2 separate regions of the Hordeum vulgare genome follow, and region 2 is linked to region 1. Evidence: chromatin contacts called from public Hi-C data. All regions are on one chromosome and are shown on one strand. The core of a region is the stretch at or near the end of the contact, and the rest is flanking DNA. Distances in the headings are between cores, read along the strand shown. Region 1 holds the start of LOC123425742 (G-type lectin S-receptor-like serine/threonine-protein kinase At2g19130). Region 2 holds the start of LOC123429882 (probable mixed-linked glucan synthase 8).

Region 1 (2,775 bases), core at 103-2,602:
CTTGGTCTGCCCGGAGGTCGAGTTGGTCTGGCACTGCAATGGTACGTTCCTCTTGCACCCACCCCTGTAATCCTCGAGATCCCAATCACTCTGGACCTTCTGGCTGAACCCCTTGATGCAGTTGCAGTACGGCAGCGCAGCCTCACTGCAGCTGCCGTATGCCCCACAGAGTGCATACACCTCACACTGCGTCCGTGGCTGTGACCAGAACAAGATCCACTGCTGTGAGTATTCCACCCATGTCAGCTGCTTGATCTGTCCGGTCACGTCCATGATGAACCGCGAGATGACTGTATCATCCTTCATTGAGTAGTAGAAATAGCTTTCTGTGGCATTGTCGACGAATTGGAAGTCGTATCTGAAATTGGCCGTCATCTCTGGCACGAGGCTGAAGATATTGCCGTTCCAGGGGCCACTGGTCCAGTAGTTTATGGATTCATTCCACTGGATGAAGTACTGTTTTGTGCCATTGGGGTCTAGCTCCAGAGAGAACAACCCAGGAGATGGGTTTTCTTTGTTCTTCCAAGGAAGAAGTCTCTGGCTCAGACCCGTGGTCTTGTTCAGCCCGAGCTTGCCCCCCGGAAGCCAGGTGTTTGTGGGATGGTCTATGCTTCGCCAATAAACTATCGATGAATTGGAGGCATCGGTGAGCTCGAGGCTACCGCTGTCCCTGATGGTGGCCATGGTGGAGTTGGAGGCTATACTTACATTGGTCGACCATAGCAGCTGGTTCTTGGCTTGATCAAGGAGGACAAGGTTGCCGTCGCGGGCGATTTCCAAGGAGGCGGTGGCCGGGTCGGACACCGGCTTGTCGGTGTTCCACACGGTGGTTACCTGTGGTATGTTGCTGTACCATATGGCTATGTAGTAACTGCTGGAGGTGGAAGAGGCGGTGTTACTCTGCGATGGGGAGTGGAAGCCCACGGTGAACTTGTTGCCCTGGGACAAGATCTTCTGTGACCCGGACAAGGGTGTGGTGGAGTTGATGGTGTCGCCGGCCTTGCAGAGTAGGATTTGGACGAAAAGGAGGAGGAGGAAGAAGGGAGCCATGGATCATGGATGGGAGCTTGGAAGAATAGTCAGGGCTTGACCGAGGATGGGAGCCTGAACTCTGGAGACAGGACTAATTAAATAAGCAGCCTTCTTTGACCTGGTAAACGCCCAACGCCCTGCTGCTGCTGAATAGTACTGCTCCTATAGATGAATTACTCACAAAATAGTAAAATCTCGTGTTGAAATTTATGACCACATGGCTAATGGTGTTTTGTTTTTCTTGCTTGATTTATGTTTTATTTTTCTTGCAAATATCTGGCTCCTGCCATGATGCTGACTGTTGCTGATTAAGAAAGGGAGAAAAATGGTGTGAAGCCAGAAAAGTGGTTTTCCGGCGGCAGAGGCACCAAGGGGAGCGTTGACTTGGAATGTTTAAACGAAGGCAGATCTTTGGCCGCAACTTTTACAAGACTGATGACTTGTCATCTTGTGAATCTACTACTCAAGTTACAGAACTTCTTTTGTTTAGGCTATTACTTCCAGAATTCAACCTCCAACCTTGACCAGATGGCGTCTCCTCTGGAAGATAGGATCTACAACGGGTACTTACCTGGTCACGGTGAATTACCGGAATTTTGAAATGTCTCCTGGTCTGTTTGATTTACAGTGCGTCAGTTCACGGTTGCGATTATCAAAGTCATGTTAATCATCATCGTGATTGCGGTCTCCACTGGAGGCGTGAATGGTGTCCATTGATACGTCTCTGGTCACCTTTTCCTTCTTTTTTCCAGCTGTAGCACCTCAGTAACTCGAGCGCGGAGACGAATAAGCTCTGACCCAGTCCTCATACTATGGTGCCCAAACTCGGGCAAAATGACCTGTCGGAAAAAGGAACGTGATGGCCGTGTTTGACCGGTAACAATGCTAGATGCAGTCACCCCTTTTCCCGATTCCTCGGCTAAATCATGGTTCAGGCAGCGCCCTGTCCTGCTCGGCCATTCAAGAGCTTTTATGATACGGTCCCAGCACCAGGTGGCGTTAAAGGTAGCGTACGGATAGAAACGAAATAGAGGAGACATCAGCACGCGAGGCTACATCCGTATATAGTGGTGATAGGAGGAATATACGAGTATTGATGGAGCACACTGACGACATCTCCAATGGCTGTAAAATAGTTGTTGGTAAAGTTTACCATCTAAGATATATAATGATATGACAATAAATAAATAAGGAGAGAGAAAAGTTGCATGTAGATTAATCAATAACTCTTGCACAAGCTTCAAGGTTACATAGAGAGCAATTGCATTTATTCCAACTTCTCCTAAGAGCAATTGCATTTATTCCAACTTCTCCTATTGAATAATTTAGATGCAATCATTGGAGTAGTTGTATGATCCCTTGTTGGTTGATGACATGGATAATTTTACCAACAAGACTACATACAAACTATTGAAGATGCCTTGAACATGTGATGTACGAACCTCGGAAGGCATATAATGTGGGGTTTGTATATATTACCCCGGAACGCATCTAGGATATATGATGATGTTGCAATAAATAAATAAGAAGAGAGAGGAAAGTTGTATGTAGATTAACCAACATCTCTTGCATAAGCTCCAAGGTTACATAAAGAGTAATTGCATTTATTCCATCTTCTCCTAATGAATAATTTACATGCAATCATTGGAGTAGTTGTATGATCCCTTGTTGGTTGATAACATGGATAATTTTACCAACAAGACTGCATACAAACTATTGAAGATGCCGTGAGCATGTGATGTA
Region 2 (2,775 bases), core at 139-2,638, 370 kb before region 1:
ATGAGGTGACTCACAACAAGGAACCTCCTCCAATGAATGTATCCAAAAGATTCTTGGTGAGTTATTTAGACTCTCTCTTAACTCTCAAGCTATTGGAGGAGGAACAGATAAATGGGAAGCACGTGATATCATATGACAATATTACTTTGCGTGGTGTGAGTGTGAATTCAACTGGTAATGCCCCTTGGTCTTTGCCGATGGCTGGAGCCTAGTCTGTTGATGGTGGTGCGGGTGCTGGTATGATCCTCCGAGACAGTGCGGGTGAGATCATCTTTTCGTCATGTAGGGTGTTTTTCTCCTGTAGAAGTTCCTTAGAAGCTGAGCTTAGTGCTTGCATGGAAGGATTATCAATTGCAATTGAAAGAATGGAGCCGCCTATACATGTGGAGTTGGATTTCTTACAAGCTGTGAGAATGATAAATGATATGGCCACTGATAGATCGGTTTTTTCCTCGCTGGTGGAGGAAATCAAGCTTCTTAGTAATCTTCGTAAAACTAAATTTACTCATGTTCTTCATACCCAAACTAATGTTAGTGATTATTTGGCAAAGTTTGTTAGAACTGAGCGTAGAACTGTAGTTTGGTTTAACTCTGACTTGTCAGAGGTTATTGATCTTTGTAATACGGACTATGGTCGTACCACTTGAGTAATACAAAGTTCATCCACAAAAAAATAAGGGGTAACCTGAGCGACGATCATTCTCCCGGCGAGATAGGAACGAATGAACGTTTCTGTTTATTATAAAAATCAGTATCAGCGAACGCTTCAGAATTGACGTGAAGAAACGGACAATTTCTTCACGTTGTTGTATAAGGATTTGTTATGTTCTAAATTCAAAAATTATGATGTTGTATAAAAGATCGTCAAAAAATTTAGTACTGCAGCAGAGTAACAAAAATGCTATACGTACGAACGTCTACATAAGCTTACGGATCCTTTCTAAACTACTCTTCACCTCTCCCCTGATTTTCATTCGGGTGGGGCCCTTCGTCGTCCCTAATCATATTAAAATCTACTTCCTCCGTCCCAAAATAAATGTCTTAAACTTAATATAATTTTGTATTAGAGCTAGTATAAAATTGAGACAGATATTTTGAGACAGAGGGAGTATCAACTAAGAAGACAGCCCGTATGCTTATGTGAATGTCCCTACGTGTAGCATTGTTGGCAGAGTAATTGCCATGTGTTTCCAAGGATTTGACGTGATCGCAAAAAAAAGTTGATGAAAATTACCATCCTAAGGATTTGTTATGCTTTCTTTTTTGAGGATTAAGGATTTGTTATGCTGGCGAAGGGAGTTGCATGAAAAAGATGAAAAGTAGAACAATTATTGCACGGTATTTCGGGTAAAAACAAAAGTGCAAATAGGACGTCAATACCCAACGCCTGGCTGTCCAAAGCAAGTGTCTCCGTCAGATGCGTACACGGTGTTTGTACCGTAGCTCACGTTTTCCTCAAGCAAGGTTGTTTCCTAGCAGGGAATGGCGTCGATTGGACACGCGTACGGATCCCGTTGCATTTGTCCAGTGGTCCGGCTAGGCAGTGCCCCTCATGAGTTCCACGACTCTGGACTCCTCCTGGGCTCCCAGCTCCCAGGGCATGGCGAAGCGACAAGCGAGCACTGCGTACCCTGCGTCGGTGGCCGCTGGCTGGGCTTAGCTTCACCTCGTACCATGTCCCTATATAGTGGTCGCGTCTCTCATAGCCTTCGTGCGCCACACACACACACACACACACACACTGTATAGAAGCTAAATAGGAAGAGCCAATGGTTTCGCCGGCGGCCAGGGGTGGTGGCGGCGGCAATGCGGGTCTCGCAGACCCGCTGCTTGCGATCAGCGACGACAGCGAGGGGGCACGGCATGTGTTCGGCGCCAAGGCCAAGCATTGGGTGCCCGCCGACGAGAAGGAGATGGCGGCGTCGCGGGAGTGCGGCGGCGAGGACGGCGGCCGGCCGCTGTTGTACCGCACGTTCAAAGTCAAGGGCATGCTCGTAAACACCTACAGGTAATGTTTTTCGCTCTCCAGGCTGTTTCCTTTGTGTATGGGCGGTGCGTCGCCCGAACCGTTCCGCCGGCCGCACGTGAGCGCGCGCGTCCACTGACTGGACATGCAACATTTTTTTCGTTTAAATTGTTGCAACCAGCGTCATATTTGCTGCAAACCTTATTTTTTTCCTACATTTCTTAAGTAAAAAAGATGCATATACGTTTGGTTGCAACTTCAGTTCTTCGAATTTTTCGTTACAATCGATGTTTTTTACTCTTACTACAACCGTGTTAATTTTTGCTACAACCGGCATCATTTTTTGCTGCAACCGTCTAGTAAAAAAGTTGCATACACGTCAGCAAATATTTGTTACAACCGGCGTTTCACTTTTGCTACCACGTACTATCAGCTTTTTTTTTGCTACGATCACGTAGATATTTTTTTGCTATAAATTTTGTTTTTTGTTACAACCGTTGAAAAAAATGTTGCATCGCATCAGAATTTCGCTGCATCGGGAAAAAAATGTTGCATGAAGATCCAATGGTGCGGACGCACGGGGTTGGTGGATCGTGCGGCCTGCGCGCGGTCGACCCAAAGCTTCGGCCGCGCGCCGGCGCAGATCACTCCCTTTTTTGTATCGGCATATAGGAGTAACTACATGATACCACCCTCGTTGCATCGGGAACACATCAAAATTGGTCGTGATATAATTATTTTAATGATATTTGGATGCCTTGAATCTCAATATGAGATTGTAGATTAAAAATACATATGATTTGTTTCTA

What was found. Hi-C and Micro-C count contacts between places; a contact is called where the count stands out from the background.
Region 2: a contact with region 1 is called in a Hi-C map of seedling, with 4 times the contacts expected there. The contact joins the promoter of LOC123429882 here to the promoter of LOC123425742 in region 1. A contact is called at or near these places in 2 of 6 Hi-C or Micro-C datasets (leaf and seedling).

The regions. Positions count from the first base shown.
Region 1 is chr2H:179,737,750-179,740,524 of MorexV3_pseudomolecules_assembly, reverse strand. It overlaps LOC123425742 (G-type lectin S-receptor-like serine/threonine-protein kinase At2g19130), which reads right to left and starts at 1,352. Exons shown (of 1, transcript XM_045109456.1): 1 at 1-1,352. The coding sequence starts at 1,050. It overlaps LOC123426060, which reads left to right. Exons shown (of 3, transcript XM_045109834.1): 3 at 1,350-1,705. The coding sequence ends at 1,632.
Region 2 is chr2H:180,108,918-180,111,692 of MorexV3_pseudomolecules_assembly, reverse strand. It overlaps LOC123429882 (probable mixed-linked glucan synthase 8), which reads left to right and starts at 1,388. Exons shown (of 2, transcript XM_045113857.1): 1 at 1,388-2,008. The coding sequence starts at 1,770.